Linked DNA regions of Mus musculus: region 1 is linked to region 2. A link is a contact called in public Hi-C data. All regions are on one chromosome and are shown on one strand. Each heading gives the region's core, a stretch centred on a gene start, on an enhancer-like site or on the middle of the called end of the contact. The rest is flanking DNA. Distances are from core to core; before and after follow the strand shown.

Region 1 (4,844 bases), core at 414-2,913, 380 kb after region 2:
TATGACCTTCATGTGTACTGTGGCATGTGTGTACACCCTTATATATGTGCACATGCAAACAAACACACACACACATACACACACACACCACATGGAGGCAGTAAAAATCCACAGACCTTATATAATGCTTAGGGTCAAAAATCCAAAATAGTCCTCGCCAGGCTAAAAGGGAGGTGTCAGTCTCTTGGCGGTCTTATCATCCACAGGCACTCACGGTCCTTGGCTTCTGGATGTATTCTCAGTCTTCATAGCCAACCATATTGGATCACACTCTTTTCACCCCACTGAATCTCTCTGGTTTTCTCGGTAGGTTTCATCTTCCACTTATAAGGACCCGTGTTTATTATCCTGAGGGAGGAGGGGCTTGTTTGTGTAGAGCTTAGAGTATGCAATCCTCCAACAGCTATAGTAGGCCAGCCTGCGGTGGTTCTATCTTTATTCGTGGCTTCTCACAAAGCACCAATCAGTAAGCAGAGACCCTGACGGGAACCAGATATCCATCCAGGCTGACCCTTGGTGACCTTTGCAAGCCAGTGGAGTCGCCATGTCCCAGCAATTCACACTTTCCAAACCAGCATGACCAGCTGCAGGCCAAGTGTTAGTCATAACTAATCTATCAAAAGAGGGGCATGGTACATCCAAATATAACAGGATCTTTGTTGTCCTGGCACCTAAAAACCCAGCTAGGAACGCCAATTCCATCTGAAACATCTTCGCTTTGCTGGGAGACTTAGCATCGTGACAAGCGCTGGGGACTGAGGCACGAGCTTCTCAGACAGGCCATTATTCTTCCTAGCACGCGTTATTTACTTATTTGTTATTTATAACAAATTCGAACTTTAAAATATTGTAGCTACAAAACTCATTCTATCAGGGCCCTCCTGGATGATTCAGGAGATAAAGAGCTCACCACCAAGCCCGAGGGCCGGATTCTGTCCCTGGGAGACACGTGGTAGGAGAGCACTGATTCCACAAGATTGCCTCTGACTTCCATGAACACCCTACACATGCGCCCATCATATGCTAACTAAATAAATAAAGTAAAAAGTTTATTACGTCTGATTTCTCTGGTGACTCTGAAGTTGATGAACAACGCCAGTAATTTAAAACACACACATACACACAAATAAAATAAAATAAAACCTTCAAGAGCATTCATTTATATATTTTTAATTTATTTGGAAAACTTAAAACGATTACTAAGAAAAAGTTTTTTTTTAAAGAAAAATGTCTATAACCCAAGCACGCACAACTGTTACATATTGACACATTACCTTCAACCCTTTTTTTTGCATTTTTCCACATAATTGATACAAATGTTTATGTTGCTAAACACGGTTATATCAGTATTTGCAGTTTATAAGCTCTGTCGATTTTTAAGTTGCAATGGCTGCAGATGACAACTGCAGCAGCAAGTGGCCATTCACTTGGCCACTACCGTCAGACATTTGACGTATTAAACACAGTGAAGGACAACAGACTATAAACCTCTTTTTAGCGCTCACAATTATTTACATCTCCAGCTACTTCTTCAAGTGAGGTGCTTGGAACAGCATGGGCCAAAGGGAATGAATAAATTTGTTGACGGATGCAAGGCTTCACACAGCAGGCTGTTTGCCTGCCCTCCAGCTCCACACCAGCGCTTCTTTCAACACACCCGGAGCGGGTGCTGGGCACCCTCTTTCCTCTCTCAGTTAATTTCAGTTGAAACAAGCATCTCATTGTTCCCAGGAACATCTCTTTTGGAGCATGTGTGTGTCTGAACATTCCTTCACGTGTCTGCCCGGCAGCTGTCTTGCTCCATGTGTGTGCTGTCCCCGCAGAAAGGTCATCCCCATTTTTTCAAACCCGGTTAAGGGTATACAGCTAAATACAAGAGCGCGTAGATTTCAACAGGTCCTTGGACATTCTTTCCCGTTCTTACCCAGCTCGAAGTTCCTAGTCCTTATCAGATTCTCCCAGGGCTGCGCTCACCTAGGGTTTTCTCAAAACCGGCTTTCTTTCCCTGTCCCTACCTGCTCTGTGGGTTTCAAACTGTTTGCTAGGTCAGCTCAGTTGCAGGGGCTGGACTGACCACCCTTCCTACAGACCTCTCCAGCCTACTGCCTCCCCCACCCCTCTGACACCCCCCTCCAGCTGCCTTCTCACCCCTCCCCCGCCCTCTCACCCCTTCCCTCCCCCTCCTACCCCTCGCCCACCTCACCACCCTTCCCCCACCCACACACAGATAATTTCGTCTAGTGCTTCTCGGCTATCTTCACTAGGTCACTTTCTCGAGAGAGGAGAATGAGTCAGCCAGCTGCACCAGGTGGATAAGGAAGCCAGGTGGTTACGTCTGGGGTAACCATTCCATCAGACCTAGTTCAGACCTGTGCTTCACCTACAACAGGCTGGTGTCTCTGGCTTGCCCTGAGGGCTCTGTGGTGGAAACTGGCTGCCACTTTTGATGATGTCCTCTAGGAAAAGAAAGTAGACTTCTGTTGTCCCTTTTTTTTTTTTTTTAGATTTATTTATTTATTTATTTTATGTATGTGAATACACACTGTAGCTGTACAGATAGTTGTGGGTCTTCGCCTGGTTGTTGGGAATTGAATTTAGGACCTCTGCTCGCTCTGACCTAAAGATTTATTTATTATTATACGTAAGTACACTGTAGCTGACTTCAGATGCACCAGAAGAGGGCATCAGATCTCATTATGGGTGGTTGTGAGCCACCATGTGGTTTCTGGGATTTGAACTCAGGACCTTTGGAAGGGCAGTCAGTGCTCTTACCCACTGAACCATCTCACCAGCCCTCCCCTAGCCCCCCCCCCTTCCTTTTTATTGTAACATTGTTGCAATTCTCTACTTGCTTTTCATCCTGTGACATTTTATGTGATGCCTCTCAACGACTGGTTTTGTACTTAATGGTATGTGAAGGTGACACATTCAGAATGGTGTTTCTTTCTTCCTCTTCATCCTGGAGACCCACACTCTTCCTGGCTTTCACTCCTTCCTTCCTTCTTCCTTTTTTCCTTCCTCCCTCCTTCCCTCCCTCCCTCCCTTCCTCTTTCTTCTCTTCCCTCCAAAGCATCCTTTCTCTCTTATCAGTATCTATCAACCAGCATGATCTCTAAAAGAGCTACAGAATAAGAGGAACAGCCTACCTTCAAGTAGCTTCCAGTCTGCCATCCTGGCCCTTCCCACACCTACTGACCTGGCAAGAATTCCTGGTCGGAAAATGCAGGGAGTCAGGCTGCTCCGTGCAAACAGGGATAAAGAAAATACTGAAAGAGAAATAATTGTAAGCTAGTATTAAAATGTGCAGGCAGAGCATTCAGGTTAAAACAAAACAGAACAAACAAACAAACAAACAAAATCCCTTTATCTGAGATGCTTGAGATAGAAGTGTTTCGGATTTAGATTTTTTTATTTAGATTTGGGGTTATTAGCATAATGTCTAATGATATATTTGGGGGATGAACCCCAAATGTATACTCAAACGTTATTTCTTTGATGTATATCATGATCCATATTGCCTGGAGATAATCCTACACAAACATTGATTGTATTTATCATAGGAAATGGTGAGTACTATGGAATTTTTCAGAGAAAGAGTTGGGGAGAGGCGAGAACGTGGGGGTGGGGGGCGGTGAGCATCTCCACAGAGCACACTGCTGACCTGGAAGGCCAGGCTTCCCTGAGGTCTCTCTGAACTTCTTACATCCCAGAGAATGTTCAGTTTCCTATCCCCAAGACAGGATCTGGTATTTTCATATAAAAACCAAACAAAACCAAAACCAACTCTTTCCGTTACAATCAAAGACAATCTCTTGATCATAGTCAAGAAACATTAGACACCAGCTTCGGGTTCACTCTGAGAAGCATCTGTCTCTACCACTGCCCTGGTTTCTAGTGTAAACTATTATTACTCTTTTCCAGATGACTTCTCGTGGTTTGTTTTTAAGTTGTTAGTAGATCCGGAGGAAGGAGCGCGCTCCGGACACTCCTCTGGTCCCTTCAGATGATGTCATCGGTGGTGTTTACACCGGTGGGCGTGTTCGCAGTGCAAATATCAACATCAAACCAGAGCACCGCAACCCCTGTGGAGGCCCCAAAGCCTGGGACTCTGCTCACGTTGAGATACCATGACCACAGCAAGGTTCTCGTTCTAAGCATAGCTGCTATGTGAGGCGCTCGAGCGTGCCTGAAAACACGCATGCCCAAATACTTCCGGAACCTTCTAAAGGGTCACTTTAAAGAATAACAGAAATTTGGAGTTAAAGCATATAAGCCAGCTTTCAAAAAAAGAAAAAAAGAAAAAAAAAAAAAAACAACACCGAACCCTTTCATCTTAGAAAGAAGCAAATAACTGCAAATGAAAAATGAACAAAATCCTCAAGTTGTATGTTACTATGGGAGACAGAGATCCACAAACAGGAAAAGGGATTTCTAAGGCGCCATCTGTGTGTTACAGAATCTCAAGAGAGGACAAAATGGGAGATGTTATTACCCCCAACATTAGTCCCAGGCACACACTATAAATTAGATTCCCCACTCCCACCCTTTTTTTCTTGCAACTTGATGCTTTCTTGGTGTATTTAATCCTTTCCAATCTGGTGAACTTGCTGAACCTGAGAGTGAGTTTGAGGAGGAAAAGAAGTGGTGCTGTTACTATTCTCAGACGATATGAGCACCTTTATTTTATTGTTATAAATTCTAAACAAAGCCTCTTCTTAAATGACTTTAAATTTTTAATTTCTTAAATAATTGAAATCCTAAATATTCTTAAAATAGTCTTTTAAATTTAAACTCTTAAATATTTCTCAAGTATTTTTAACCTGTATGGTTGTTTTGCCTGCAGG
Region 2 (5,491 bases), core at 2,827-5,326:
ATTTTACCTTCTAACATCATGTAAGTTTGTCTTTCAGAAGATGATATATACACCCCTGTGGGAAGCCGCCCTCACATTTGCCATTATAAGATGGCACTGACAGCTGTGTTCTAAGTGGTAAACATAATCTGCACACGTGCAGGGGCAGTTTTCCCGCCATGTGTTCTGCCTTTCTCGTGATGACAACTGAGCCGATGGGCTGCAGCCAATCAGGGAGTAATACGTCCTAGGCGGAGGATAATTCTCCTTAAAAGGGACGGGGTTTTGCCATTCTTTCTCTTGTTTTCTCATTCTTGCTCTCTTGCTTTCTTGTTCTTGTTCTTTTTCTCTCTCTTGCACTCTTGCTCTCTTGCTCTCTGGCTCCTGAAGATGTAAGCAATAAAGCTTTGCTGCAGAAGATTCCGGTTTGCTGCGTTCTTCCTGGCCGGTCGTGAACGCGCGTAAGAGTTGGTGCCGAACGCGGGTAAGACACCCCCTTGGCTCTCTCAAATTCTTGGCTGCTTTTTCTTTCACTGTTGGTATGTGTGTGTGCATGTTATTTTCAGTTCTTCATCTAGAGTCGAGGCCTCCTGAACTTTCCCTTCCATGTCAGCGCATCGATCGTTCATATCATCCTTATTTAGTCACATTTAGGCAGCCATGTTGTGGGTCTTTTCACGTGTGTAGCCTCTCTGATATTTCTCGGAGACCACCAGGGCTGCATACTGAAATAGTCTCTCCAAAGAGCTACAAAACAAAACATGTAGGACTATATTAGATTATACAAAATAATGCATTGTGCAGTGTCTGCACTAAACGCTTACAATGCTTGCGATGCCTCCCATTAATAATTATTTAAGCATCTCCTACCATGATGCACAAAACATATTATACATTTTCAATAAAAACATGCATGAATGAATTGATCACCGTCGGGTCGGATCCCACCCACTCATCGCATCATTTGAATGTTCTTCATCGTGTTCTTAAGAATTGCCTGTTATTGACTTGGCTCAATACTTATTGAATGTCTCTTGCATTAAGAAGTGAGCTCCTTCTTGAGTTCTTTATATATATTGGATATTAGTCCCCTGTCTGATTTGGGATAGGTAAAGATCCTTTCCCATTCTGTTGGTGGTCTTTTTGTCTTATTGACAGTGTCTTTTGCCTTGCAGAAGCTTTGCAAGTTTATGAGGTCCCATTTATCGATTCTCGATCTTACAGCACAAGCCATTGCTGTTCTATTCAGGAATTTTTCCCCTGTACCCATATCTTCGAGGCTTTTCCCTACTTTCTCCTCTATAAGTTTCAGTGTCTCTGGTTTTATGTGGAGATCCTTAATCCACTTAGATTTGACCTTAGTACAAGGAGATAGAACTGGATCAATTCGAAATCTTCTACATGATAACCGCCAGTTGTGCCAGCACCATTTGTTGAAAATGCTGTCTTTTTTCCATTGGATGGTTTTAGCTCCCTTGTCAAAGATCAAGTGACCATAGGTGTGTGGGTTCATCTCTGGGTCTTTAATTCTGTTCCATTGGTCTACTTGTCTGTCATTATACCAGTACCATGCAGTTTTTATCACAATTGCTCTGTAGTACATCTTTAGGTCGGGCATGGTGATTCCACCAGAGGTTCTTTTATCCTTGAGAAGAGTTTTTGCTATCCTAGGTTTTTTGTTATTCCAGATGAATCTGCTGATTGCCCTTTCTAATTCGTTGAAGAATTGAGTTGGAATTTTGATGGGGATTGCATTGAATCTGTAGATTGCTTTTGGCAAGATAGCCATTTTTACTATATTGATCCTGCCGATCCATGAGCATGGGAGATCTTTCCATCTTCTGAGATCTTCTTTAACTCAAGAAGGTAGACTCCATAAAATCAAATAACCCCATTAAAGAAGGTAGACTCCATAAAATCAAATAACCCCATTAAAAAATGGGGCTCAGAACTGAACAAAGATTTCTCACCCGAGGAATACCAAATGGCAGAGAACCACCTGAAAAAATGTTCAACATCTTTAATCATCAGGGAAATGCAAATCAAAACAACCCTGAGATTCCACCTCACACCAGTCAGAATGGCTAAGATGAAAAATTCAGGTGACAGCAGATGCTGGCGAAGATGTGGAGAAAGGGGAACACTCCTCCATTGTGGGTGGGATTGCAAGCTTGTACAACCACTCTGGAAATCAGTCTGGCGGTTCCTCAGAAAATTGGACATAGTACTACCGGAGGATCCCGCAATACCTCTCCTGGGCATATATCCAGAAGATGCCCCAACCGATAAGAAGGACACATGCGCCACTATGTTCATAGCAGCCTTATTTATAATAGCCAGAAGCTGGAAAGAACCCAGATGCCCCTCAACAGAGGAATGGATACAGAAAATGTGGTACATTTACACAATGGAGTACTACTCAGCTATTAAAAAGAATGAATTTATGAAATTCCTAGCCAAATGGATGGACCTGGAGGGCATCATCCTGAGTGAGGTAACCCAATCACAAAGGAACTCTCACAATATGTACTCACTGATAAGTGGATATTAGCCCAGAAACTTAGGATACCCAAGATATAAGATACAATTTGCTAAACACATTAAACTCAAGAGAACGAAGACCAAAGTGTGGACACTTTGCCCCTTCTTAGAATAGGAAACAAAACACCCATGGAAGGAGTTACAGAGACAAAATTTGGAGCTCTGACGAAAGGATGGACCATCTAGTGATTGCCATATCCAGAGATCCATCCCATGATCAGCTTCCAAATGCTGACACCATTGTATACACTAGCAAGATTTTGCTGAAAGGACCCAGATATAGCTGTCTCTTGTGAGACTATGCCAGGGCCTAGCAAACACAGAAGTGGATGCTCACAGTCAGCTATTGAATGGACCACAGGGCCCCCAATGGAGGAACTAGAGAAAGCACCCAAGGAACTAAAGGGAACTGCAACCCTATAGGTGGAACAACAATATGAACTAAGCAGTACCCCGGAGCTCTTGTCTCTAGCTGCATATGTATCAAAAGATGGCCTAGTCGGCCATCACTGGAAAGAGAGGCCCATTGGACTTGCAAACTTTATATGCCCCAGTACAGGGGAATGCCAGGGCCAAAAAGGGGGAGTGGGTGGGTAGGGGTATGGGAGGGGGGGGTATGGGGGACTTTTGGTATAGCATTGGAAATGTAAATGAGCTAAATACCTAATAAAAAATGGAGAAAAAAAAAAGAAGTGAGCTCCATCATGTCAGGGGCAATGTCCGTTGCCTTTACATGCTACACCATCATGACTAGCACATGCCTGACATGATCTCTCACATGCTACACCATCATGACTAGCACATGCCTAACATGATCTCTCACATGCTACACCATCATGACTAGCACACGCCTGACATAAGGGACACGGAAATAAACAGTGTGAGTCCTTCATATTGTCTTGGTTGTGGCAGAATGAAAACGTGTTTACACACTCTTTACCTTATATCAAATGATGTCAATAAAGCCATTACATTTAAGGGCCCCCTAGCAATGCTGGTTTGTTTTGTGGGCAATTTTCTTGTCTGTCTAAAACCCAGCCTGCTTCTCATAGTCTTGTCCTTGTGATATGGCTAAATGTGGCACTAGTCTGAAATGACAGCCAACAATCCATCTTTCTCTTGTTATATCTCTCACAATAACATTTGACAAATTGAATTGTGGTCCCCAAATGTAAACAAAACTATCAAAAGAAATTGGGCATGCCAGAATTTTGTTCTTCACATTAAGGGAATTCTGAAATTGAAATCTTGCTAAGGGAAGGGTGGCTTGAGAATATTAACAGAATCCTAGGTTGAAGGAGCAGGAATAGAGGATCCCAACTAAAACCTAAAAAGCAAATTGACTTTCGATCTCACACATGCAAAGTTCTGTGACTCAGGAAGGCAGGCCTCAGAGTCGGCAGCCCGAGTGGTTGGGAATGGTCAGAACCGAGTTTCTGCACTATAGAGCAGGCTCTTCCTCGGACTTCTAAGGCATCTGCTAAGGGCTAACAAACAGCTTGAAGGCTGGAACGGTGCCTGGATCGCCCTCAGCTACAACAGCTGTGTAAGCAACCGACTCAGCAACCGTCAGAGCAGCTGCGAGGAGCAGCAGAGAGTGGGCCTCACAGCTTCCCAACAGTGTGTTTGATAGTATCTGAGGCCTCTTCTTCCAGCAGTAGCAACAAGGCTAGGAAACCCAGATGTAATCATACTTCCTTTCACAGAAGACCCATAGTGATGGGCCCAAAACGCTGTGTTTCTACACCTGGTTGATGGCAAACCAGACTGAGTCTCAAGTGCTCTTTGCACACAGTGGCTAGACTCTCTTAAGAAATGTCTGTTAAGAGCTTCTTCACTTGACACTCTTGTAGCAAAAGAGTTAGGTCCCAATATATGACCTGTTCCTGAGATGTGCCCCCCTCAACCCAGCTAGGGGCTTATACTATAAATGATTTCATTATACGGTAGTATAAAAATTAGAGAAATAAGAGAAAAATAAATTGTCATTCGATTAAAAATACTTGAAAGAAGCCAGAGAGATGGCTCAGTGATTAAGAACACTGGCTACTCTTTCAGAGAACTGAGGTTCAATTCTTAGTGCCCACGTGGTGGCACGTAGCAGTCTGTAACTCCAGGCTGAGTGGGTGCAGTTTCTTCTTCTGGCCCCATTGGGTACTGCACACAGATAATGCACATGCATACATGGATGAAAAACACCTATACATATAAGAAAAATGGGGGGAAAAAACCCTAGCTAGTTATCCTCAGGGGAAATGCTCATCTGAAAAAAAAAAAAACAAAAAACTAGATTCCTAATAGTGTCCTACACACTGGACTCAATTTCTTGTCTGCTGACTTCGCTTGGGGTAATACCAACATATCCTTGGGTAATACTTTTTGCTTGTTTTCTTGTTAACCTGAGACTAGAGAAAGTGTGTATCTAGGTTACAGGGTGAGGACTGTGAAGAAATGCTGCTGGCATCTGTGTTAACTGCGCAGTGAAAGCTCTGTGGTGTGGGAGGAGGTAAAGAGAGGACACAGACCAGCCTGGTGCCATCAGTTAGCTACCTCACTTACCCTAGAACGAGGCAGGGCTCTGCATGCTGCCTCTCATAAACACCCCCTCATGCTTAGTACAATTCAGGAAGGGATGAGAACCGGAAAACCAGCATCGAGTCTATTGGCCATATTTCAGAGGTCCAGCCAATGAGAACTTAGAGTCTAAAACAGGTCTCTCCAATTAGTAATTTTCACATCAAATCCTTACAAATGTGTGAGCGTCCACTGATACTTCAGCAATCTAAGATATCAATCATCTTTTAAAAAAAATGAATTATAGCCAGATGGTGGGGGCACACTCCTTTTTAAGCCCAGTAAATGGGAGGCAGGGGCAGGTAGATGTCTGAAGTCAAGGCTGCCCTGGTCTACAGAGCAAGTTCTAGGACAGCCAGGACTACCCAGAGAAAGCCTGTCTGAAAAACAAGAAACA

The links. Hi-C and Micro-C count contacts between places; a contact is called where the count stands out from the background.
Region 1: a contact with region 2 is called in a Hi-C map of muscle stem cells, with 2.0 times the contacts expected there. The contact joins two enhancer-like sites. A contact is called at or near these places in 2 of 15 datasets of contacts at CTCF or cohesin (large pre-B cells and stem cell-derived epiblast-like cells), 15 of 484 Hi-C or Micro-C datasets (the C2C12 cell line, CD4 T cells, the HL-1 cell line and 10 more) and 1 of 115 datasets of contacts at active chromatin or transcription factors (embryonic stem cells).

Annotation. Positions count from the first base shown.
Region 1 is chr15:96,133,663-96,138,506 of GRCm38.p6, forward strand. It overlaps Gm38469 (spidroin-2), which reads right to left. Exons shown (of 3, transcript XM_011245785.3): 2 at 3,147-3,266; 3 at 1,155-1,866. Among named protein-coding and RNA genes, the nearest start is that of 2610037D02Rik, 62 kb to the right of the region's middle. Within about 2 kb of position 1,664, at least 25 of the 459 cell types and tissues checked have an H3K27ac peak or open chromatin away from gene starts, as enhancers often do. A contact at or near this core is called in muscle stem cells, where this site is marked.
Region 2 is chr15:95,753,260-95,758,750 of GRCm38.p6, forward strand. No RefSeq gene overlaps it. Among named protein-coding and RNA genes, the nearest start is that of Gm6961, 4.4 kb to the left of the region's middle. Within about 2 kb of position 4,077, at least 92 of the 459 cell types and tissues checked have an H3K27ac peak or open chromatin away from gene starts, as enhancers often do. A contact at or near this core is called in muscle stem cells, where this site is marked.